Regions from separate parts of the Sus scrofa genome. Here region 2 is linked to region 1. Evidence: chromatin contacts called from public HiChIP or PLAC-seq data. All regions are on one chromosome and are shown on one strand. Each heading gives the region's core, a stretch centred on a gene start, on an enhancer-like site or on the middle of the called end of the contact. The rest is flanking DNA. Distances are from core to core; before and after follow the strand shown.

The links. HiChIP or PLAC-seq counts read pairs in DNA pulled down with a chosen protein or histone mark.
Region 2: an H3K27ac HiChIP or PLAC-seq map of skeletal muscle shows a contact between it and region 1, with 3 times the contacts expected there. The contact joins the promoter of WTIP here to the enhancer-like site in region 1. A contact is called at or near these places in 1 of 5 promoter capture datasets (fetal liver), 4 of 47 Hi-C or Micro-C datasets (fetal heart ventricle, skeletal muscle and subcutaneous adipose tissue) and 2 of 2 datasets of contacts at active chromatin or transcription factors (alveolar macrophages and skeletal muscle).

Annotation. Positions count from the first base shown.
Region 1 is chr6:44,030,467-44,035,003 of Sscrofa11.1, forward strand. KIAA0355 reads left to right here. Exons shown (of 14, transcript XM_021094321.1): 14 at 1-197. Among named protein-coding and RNA genes, the nearest start is that of GPI, 5.6 kb to the right of the region's middle. Within about 2 kb of position 2,190, at least 68 of the 83 cell types and tissues checked have an H3K27ac peak or open chromatin away from gene starts, as enhancers often do. A contact at or near this core is called in alveolar macrophages, fetal liver, skeletal muscle and 1 more, where this site is marked.
Region 2 is chr6:44,148,251-44,152,787 of Sscrofa11.1, forward strand. WTIP (Wilms tumor protein 1-interacting protein) reads left to right here and starts at 2,625. Exons shown (of 8, transcript XM_021097104.1): 1 at 2,625-3,380. The coding sequence starts at 2,702.

The DNA of each region.
Region 1 (4,537 bases), core at 940-3,439:
AGCGCATGTGTGTGCGTGTGTGAGTGTGTGTGTCCTTTGCGTAGCTGGGCGTGGCTGCCTTGCTCGGGCATCAGCAGGACATCGTGTGATTAGTTACAACGCTTCCAAACTGGAACGCTACATTTTGTATCTTACTTTTAAAGCTCCTATAAGTAAAATAACTATTGGCTTTATTAAAAATATACATTTAATACTTATTTGTATCTCTGTTTAAAATGAACAACAGTAGATGCCATATCAGAAGCCCTGTCTGATTCATTACTTTGAAGAGCTGCATCCAAGTTGGTTTTCAGGTCAGCCTGTTCTGAGTCTGAGCCCTTGCAAGGGTAGTGGCACTGGGGGTATTAGGATGAGCTGAGGTGGGTGGGCAGAAAGCAGGACAACTACCGTACCTCTCCTGTTGGCTTCCCTAAGGCCACAACGAGAGGAGGCCTCTGTGGACAGAGCTGATGTCATGGTGAAGGAGGCTGCCTGGAAGGAGGAAAGCTCTCTCCCTGGGTTGTGGTCTGCCAGTGTGCACAGCCCACCAAGCCCGGGTGCTTGTGCCCAGCCAGCCCTTCCCAGGAGCAGACCCAGGGATGTGGTTTCCCCCATCTCTGCCAGGGACCCAGTCTCAGGGACAAGAAGGACTAGTCTCACTAGGTGATGCCGTCCTACTATGGAGAAGGAAAGATTGTAACATAGGACCCACAAGGCGGGGTGGGTTGCAGGAGTTTTTCACCATATTTTCATTTACAGCAAGAAGCATTGGATTGAAACTTTTTTCATGAACTTAGGCAAATGGAGTAAGGAGGCATTAATATATAACCTACCAGTATAAGTACCACGCAGGCTTCTTTCTGCTGAGATGCCCAGAAGCCGACTATAAGGACTAAGTCCCAGAGCCTTCTTAGTACACCTCAGGACAAGGCTGCTTAGTAAAGCCGTGTTGCATGAGTATGCTAAGGAATACGCTGGAAGTTCATATTAAAATGCTCACAGAGGAGTTTCCAGGTGGCACAGTTGGTTAAGGATCCCGCAATGTCACTGCTGTGGCACTGGTTCAGTCCTTGTCCTGGAAACTTCCACATGCTGCAGGTGCGGCCAAAAAAAGATTTTTTAAATAAAAACTAACATTCTAGACAGAAAAATACATTTTATTCAAACTATTTAAAACTAGTACCTTAAAAAAAAAAAAAAAAGGAGTTCCCGTCGTGGCGCAGTGGTTAACGAATCCGACTAGGAATCATGAGGTTGCAGGTTCGGTCCCTGCCTTTGCTCAGTGGGTTAACGATCCGGCGTTGCCGTGAGCTGTGGTGTAGGTTGCAGACGCGGCTCGGATCCCATGTTGCTGTGGCTCTGGGGTAGGCCGGCGGCTACAGCCCCGATTCGACCCCTAGCCTAGGAACCTCCATGTGCCGCGGGAGCGGCCCAAGAAATGGCAAAAAGACAAAAACAAATAAAAAAAACTAGTACATGATGGTTCTTCACCAATTTCTGATTCACCACAGTGGTGGGGACAGAAGAGAAGTCCCATAGCCTCAGCTCCATGCCAGGTGGGTGGGGATGGAAGCAGGACAGATGTTCACCTGAACCTCAGGAGAGTCCTTGGGGGCTTTGGCTTAGCTGAGAAATAAAGCAGAACACACAGGCAGGGGAGGTCCTTATTAAGCCGCTGACCTTACTTTTCCACCTGGGGGATCCTGGGACAGTGGGGTTTCCAGCTCTCGGACTAGCTGAAACACTGCATCCCAACCGTGGTGCTGTGAAAGGATGGCCCTCTGTGAACTGTGTGACCCCTCTTGTGATCTACTTCCTGATCTGGAGACAAAGAAGAAACATACCCTTCCAAAGGCCAGCTCCTCGACTGCCAAAAAGCCATGTATGTGAACAATGTGACTTGTCAGGCTCCCATTTGTTTGAGCAGACAAATACTACGACGCAGTACGCGCTGCGAGCCTCCAGGGGGCGCTCGCTTCCTCGTCCCCGGTGCTCCTCGCCCGCGCACGCGCAGACCGCCCCACCCGGACTATGCGCACATGCGCGCACACGTCCATCCCAGACGTGCGGGTAAAGGCGTCTGCTAGTCTCCGGTCAGCTGCCCTCGCCCCTCCCGGCGCGGAGACATGCGCATACGTGCGCCCTTGGACGTGCAAGCCCGCACGCACACGCGTGCGCACCCCCTTCCCCCCACTACCTGTTAGGATCCCGCCTTCCCTGCGTAGACACGTGCGCGCCGCCCCTCGGGAGAGCAGGGGACAGCGCCGGAAGATCCGCGGAGTTCTCGCGAACCGCGATTCTTCGCGCTTTCCTGGTAACTCTGACTCAGCACCCTCTGTGGGTGCGCCTCCCTGGAACAGCTCGCGAAAATCCGTCAGCGTGTATCGCCCCACACATAACCTCCTTCAAATTTGGGCCTCAGAACTTCTGCCGCCCTGTCCCTGAACCTCCTTTGCCCTTGTCCCGGTGTTATCCCTTAGTCTCCAGGTCCTGCCTAACCCCTGTCCAGCCGCCCCGATTTAAGCCCTGACTTAAGTTTACCCTTCGATCCATTTCTCTCTCCCAGGTGATGCCATCTTAATGAGGCACTTGAAGGTGCCTGCCACTGGAGCAGTCTCTTGAATTTTCTGAGCCAGATTTATTTTTGATTGTGGTTGTCAGCCTCTTGAAGCCTCCAAGCTTCCCTTCCCTCGGATTATGACCCCTAAAATGTGCGGTTTGCACGCAGGGCTTGATATAGCATATGGTGCTGAGTATGGTGATGGTGGTAGAAATACAGGTGTAGCTTTTGTCAGAATATAAAATTACCTTAATATTTTTCCAAACCACAGACCCCACACACACCCCATACTCCAATGTCCGATCACACTGCCACCAGTGCACCTTTCCTGGTGGCTTCCTCCCCACTGCCCTACATAGATCCTTAGATCTAGTCAAGGACGCCAGTGTTAATCCCGTGGTTGAATTCTCCTGCCTCTGCCTTTGCCCTTGCTGCTGTCCTGTTAGAGGTGCCATTCTTGGCCAATTCCACTTGTAAAATTCTACCCAAACATCAGATGCAATATCATTAAGGCCCAATTGATGTTAAAACAGGGCTGGGATGGTGGGGAGGGAAAGGAGGGACTGCCCACACTTTGCTGCACATTTTTCCTAAAGCTGAAGAGTCAGAAAGTGGCAGGCAGGACAGGGTTGTGATTAAGAACAAGGCTCAAGGGAGTTCCTGTTGTGGTTCGGCGGTAACACACCCGACTAGTATCCATGAGGACTCGGGTTCAATCCTGGCCCCCACTCAGTGGTTAAGGATCAGGTGTTGCCCGGTCACAGATATAGCTTGGATCTGATGTGGCAATGGCAATGGCTGTGGCATAGGCCAGCAGCTCTGATTTGACCCCTAGCCTGGGAATTTACATGTGTCGCAGGTTCACCGACACCCCCCCCCCCCAAATCCAAAATCCAAATCCAACTGCAGTGGCTGGGGTCGCTGCGGAGTGGGTTCGATCCCCAGCCCCGGTGCTGTGAGTTAAAGGATCCAGTATTGCCGCAGCCTCAGCTTAAATTCGATCCCTGGGCCAGGAACACCCCCATGCGGCCATTAAAAAGAAAAATCCTCAGGTGATTCTCTACTTAGTAGCAAAGTGGCTATTTTCGGATTTCTTAACCTGTCTGTCAAATGGGGAGGACAAGAGGATGTCCCTCCCGGGGCTGCTAGGAGGGTTGTGAGGGAGAGAATTTAGCATAAGGCTCTACACACAGTCATTTGGCAGGAGTAATGGTGTTAAAGTAATGGTTACTTTCTTAGTAGTTGGATGATGAATGGCTTTCAATTAATAACAGTCCTTCTTTGTGCTACCCCTTCTTGCATTTTCTCTCCATAGCTACTGTGAGTTGTGGCCCTCCAGAGAGGAATCTAGTTTTCTGCTAATATGAAAAAATCCAGGAGTTCCCATCCTGGCTCCGCAGAAACAAATCTGACTAGCATCCATGAGGACACTGGTTCGATCCATGGCCTCTCTCAGGGGGGTCAAGGATCCAGCGTTTCTGCGAGCTGTGGTGTGGGTCACAGACACGGCTCGGATCTCACGTTGCTGTGGCTGTGGTGTAGGCTGGCAGCTGCAGCTCCGATTTGACCCCCTAGCCTGGGAGCCTCCATGTGCCACGGGTATGGCCCTCAAAAGACCAAAAAAAAAAAAAAAAATCCACGTAACTTTGGAGTTTCAAAATACAATGTTAAACTTAAAATATTGGGGCGATCTGGGATTATCGGGGAAAATCTGGAGTAACTGAATCTGCTGCGAATCACAGAGGTCAAACCACTGGAGGTGTACTTTTTAACTGAATGTTAAAAAGAAGATGAAACCCTCATGGGGTTCCCTTCATGGCTCAGCGATAACGAACCCGACTAGGATCCATGAGGACCAGGGTTCAATCCCTGGCCTCGCTCAGTGGCTTAAAGGATCTGAGTTTTTCCTGCTGGCATCAGGTCCCAGGAAAGGACTTCATTTGGCTGGCTTAGGTCATGTGTTCATCTCTGATGCAATCATAGAAGCAGAGGAGGAAA
Region 2 (4,537 bases), core at 1,375-3,874, 120 kb after region 1:
TCCTAAGGATATCAAAATCACTAAGATCAATGATAGCCAGTGTGTGTACTCTATAGCACCTCGATGTTACTGAATTACTGCCCAGTTCTATAGTATTGCCACTGAGGAGTTCCCTTCGAGGCAGAGAGGGAAGGAACCTGACTAGGATTCAAGAGGATTCAGGTTTGATCCCTGGCCTCGCTCAGTGGGTTAAGGATTTGGCGTTGCCCTGAGCTATGGTGTAGGTCACAGATACGGCTCCGATCTTGCGTTGGTATGGCTGTGGCGTAGACTGGCAGCTACATACCAGTTTTGGCCAGCAAAGCATAGTACTCTATTTCAGATTTCCTCAAGGCTAGGCAGATTTTGTTCTGCTTTGTCTGGTCATTTTCAGAGTTGGCTTGTACCCCCACAGTACTTTCCAGTTTTCATAATGATTAGAGGCCTAGAGTCCATCAACTCAACTCCAGCAACTTTTTCATCTTCTTTGCTGCCACTATCTTCCTGTCTTATGTGTGGGACGGCCCTAGCCAAGAACAGCCGCCAAGACAACTGGAGAGAGAGAGAGAGAGATATTTTAGGTTGTTTCTGAGTGTTTTTTTTTTCTTTCTATCTATCTATCATCTATCTATCTATCATTGGAATAAGTAATGCCTTTTATTGTTTCAGTCTTGAAAACTCTATGCCAGCAGGTGGGGATGGGACAGTGAGTTAAAAATGAATTACCTTTGAGGGCAGAGAGCTCCCTCTGAGCTCCTATTCAGATGGCTGGAGATCCTAAAGCTGTATGGATTACACAAATAATGTGATAGACACTTTTGTGCCTACGTTGTTGTCTGCATATGGGATTACTTCCGTGAGCATTACTGTTTTCAAGAGTGTTTTTGTTTGTTGATTGGTATTATTAATATCCTCACAAAGGATGTTGAGGATGTTAATAATACCAAATTGCTCTTCCTGACAGGATGTGCCAACTTACACTCATTACCGGTAAAATATACAAAAGTTTCACCACCATCTTGCCAATATTTCCATCTTTAAATTGTAGATAATGTGATCACTGAAATATGATACCTTATTGTTGATTTATATTCCTTTCTCAGAGAGTAAGATCAGTTTTCATCAGCTGCCTCCTCTGGATATTCGCTCCCTTCCAACTGCTTGCCCCTACTTGTGCCTCCCAGCGCCACCGCCTCCGCCACCCCCACCCCCTCCCGCCACCCAGCCTGGGGAGTAGAAGATTGGAATTCTTCTTGTAGCTCTGAGAGGTGCTAGGGAGGAGTAGCTGGGTCAGATACTGCTCCCCTGCCAGCTGAGGATGGGCCACAGCGAGCTCCTAAGCGATGTTGAGGCCAAATGCCCTGGTCAGTCTGCACCAGGACGAGTCCCCGTCCAGGCTCCCTGCTCCATGGGATGCCTTCCTGGAATTCTCTGAGGAAGGGGGTGGAATAAGAGAACTCTTTCACTCAAGGTTGTTTGCCGGGATCCACTAGGTCCTGACAGATAATACTTTGCTCTTCTTCCCTCACAAGCTGTTTGAAATATATAAGGGCTTTGTAGCCTGTGTTTTTGGAGACAAAGCCCTAGTCACCTCTTGTTCCTCTCCCTCACCACAGGGCCCCCAGACCCCATGCCGTCCTATGTCTGCGCAAATGCTTTCAGGAGCATTCCCTGGGCACCTCGCCCAAGACCCTGTGGGCAGGTGCTGGAGAAAGGAGTTCTCACATCTCTTGGTGAATGCCCGCGGCGGTCACAACTGAGGCTTCACTGCCCACTGGTATAGCCTGAGGCCTGCTTCCGGCCTCGCCTGGCCTTGGGCGCTTATGAGCCGAGACCGGGCATGGGGGACCAGTCCCCATCCAGCCCCATCTTCTGCTAGCACAAGGCGCCTTCCCCACCAGGCAGGTTGGGGCTGCAGAAACCAGTGCGCGGCCACATGGCCTCGGGACAGGCTGGGGTTTTAGGGTCACGCGAAGTGCTGGGGGCGCATCCGCCCGAGACGCACAGTGTTCTCCAGGGTCCTGGAGCGGGCGCAGCGCTTCTGCCCAAGGCCGAACTTGTCCGGCCCAGCTCCTGAAATCCTGGCGGCGCCGGGAAGTAAAATGGGGGAGGATGTGGGAAACGTTTGTCAACTGCTCATATTTCTACGGCCGGGATTACGGGAGCCGCCTCTAGCTCAGCCCGCGGGAATCTGGGATCTTTCAAGAGGCCCGACTGTCGGGGCGCGCAACGGAGCCCGGACCCTCTCCGCGGCGCCACGGCTGGCCGCTTTGCCATCCGTGGGCCAGCTCCAAGCCGCACGCCCCGGCGGCTCGGCCCAAGCTGCGCGCCCCTCCGAGCTCCCGGCTAAGCGCGGACACCACGGCTCCGCCGCCGCCACTCCCCCCACATTCCAGAGGCCGCAGCGCCGTCTCCTTCCTCGCATTCCTGCCCCCACAAAGGAGTCCCTCCGCCCCCCGCGCGGCCGCGGGGAGGAGGGGGCGCGGCCCGGCGCCTCCGAGCGCACATTCCTCCGCCGTGCGCGCCACCGAGCGGAGCGCCTCGGCCCCCGGCCCGCGCGTGGCCGGCGGAGCGACCCCGGCCCGGCTCCGGCCCCGCCCCGCCCCGCGCCCAGGGGTCCCGGGGCGGGCTCCGGGCTTCGGGCGGACGATGAGGCGGCGCGGCCGGAGCGGCGGCGGGAAGCGGAGGCGGAGGTGACGCGCCGGGGCCGGCGGGCCGGGCCATGCAGCGCTCCCGGGCGGCTGCGGACGAGGCGGCTCTGCTCCTGGCCGGGCTGGCCCTGCGGGAGCTGGAGCCGGGCGGCGACTCTCTGGGCCGGGGTCGGCGGGGACCGAGGCCCGGGCCGGGAGACGAGGCGGCGCAGGCGCTGGGCCGCAGAGGGCAGGGCGGCGGCGGCGGCCCCGAGGCCGGGGCGGACGGACTGAGCCGCGGGGAGCGAGGCCCGCGGCGCGCGGCGGTCCCCGAGCTCAGCACGCAGCCGGCGGGCAGCCCGCGGGCCAGCCTGGCGGGCTCCGACGGCGGCGGCGGCGGCGGCGGCAGTGGCAGCGCCCGCTCCAGCGGCATCAGCCTGGGCTACGACCAACGCCACGGCAGCCCGCGCTCGGGCCGCTCGGACCCGCGCCCGGGCCCCGGGCCGCCGTCGGTGGGCAGCGCCCGCTCCAGCGTGTCCAGCCTCGGCTCTCGCGGCTCGGCCGGCGCCTACCCTGACCTGCTCTTGCCCGGCGCCTGTCCCGCGCCGGCTCGCTCCCCGGAGCCGGCCGGGCCGGCCCCCTTCGCTCTGCCTTCGCTCCAGCTGCCCCCGGGCCGGGAAGGCGGCCCGAGCGCGGCGGAGCGGCGGCTGGAGGCGCTGACCCGAGAGCTGGAGCGAGCGCTGGAGGCGCGCACGGCGCGGGATTACTTCGGTGAGCAAGCCTGTCCCTGCCGCCCGCGCGCCGGGGCCCCAAGCCTCCGTCGTCCTCGTCGGGGGTCGGGGACCGCCTCTGGATAGGCGGCGGGCTCAGTGGAGGGGAGCGAAGGGTGGGCCGAAGGCTGGGTGTTGGACCAGGGGCCGGGATGGGAAGAGCGTCTCTCTCTTTCGTGTGTCTTAAGTGTGTTCCACCGTCGGTGGGTATGTGCGAACCTCCAGGTCTGAGGTTTATTTAGCGGCTCAGACTCTGGGTCTCCAGCTGGGAGTTCTGGCCAAGTCAGTGGATGCGTTTTTCCTGATTTAGAGAAGAAGTCACGTTAATACGCAGAATAAGCTTTAATGTCTCCTTAACCGTTGGCACTTGCTTCAATTTGTCATACAGGCACAGTCAGCCGAAACCGTGTAGGGGCCTCGCGGTCCCGGTGTTTCCTTTCCCCAGCAGTACCGGGTGTGGACAGGGGCAGGGAGGTGGCGTGGTCCAGATGCCTCCAGACGCCGCCTGACCTGAGGCTTTGATAATGGTAGCTGCTGGATGTAAAGTCCATGAGGCAGGAGAGGCCACCCTGAGGGGGAGAGAACGGAGCTGGTCACACTGGGCTGTCCTCGCTCTGGACCCTGCAGTGGATATGGGATGTTTCCGAAGGGAATCCTGCTTCACATCCTTTGCAAAGAAAACCACCGGTCTCCAAGCCTCTCTTTCCCAGTCTGACCTTGGCCTTTTGATCCCTAGTTCTTTAGACAGGGCTTCAGACTCTTAGGCTTGAGAGGAGGCTGGGAGGGGCTCCCCCCCCCCCCCCCCCCGCCCCTTACTGATAAGCAGACACCCGGCTTTGGATGGTAGTTATCATGTCTGGGAGGGAGGCCGTCCTGGGGCTTGTCTTTTATGGTTCATTCCAGCTAGCAGCGCAGGACTGCCCTGAACTGGATCTTGAGAGAGAAGGAAGGTTGTAGGGGACAGGCCGGTGGGGGCATTCCAGGCAGAGGGAAGAATGAGGGGAGAAGGGAGCAACCAAGAGTGCGGGCTGTTCCACTAGGCTCCCAGGCAGCTCAGGAGAGGTCCAGGTGGTCAAGGGAGTGTGTAGGCCAAAGGGTCAACTTGCCTTTGGGAGGCGACTTGCTGCAGGCTTTCAGGCTCCCCTGGGAGCGTCAGTA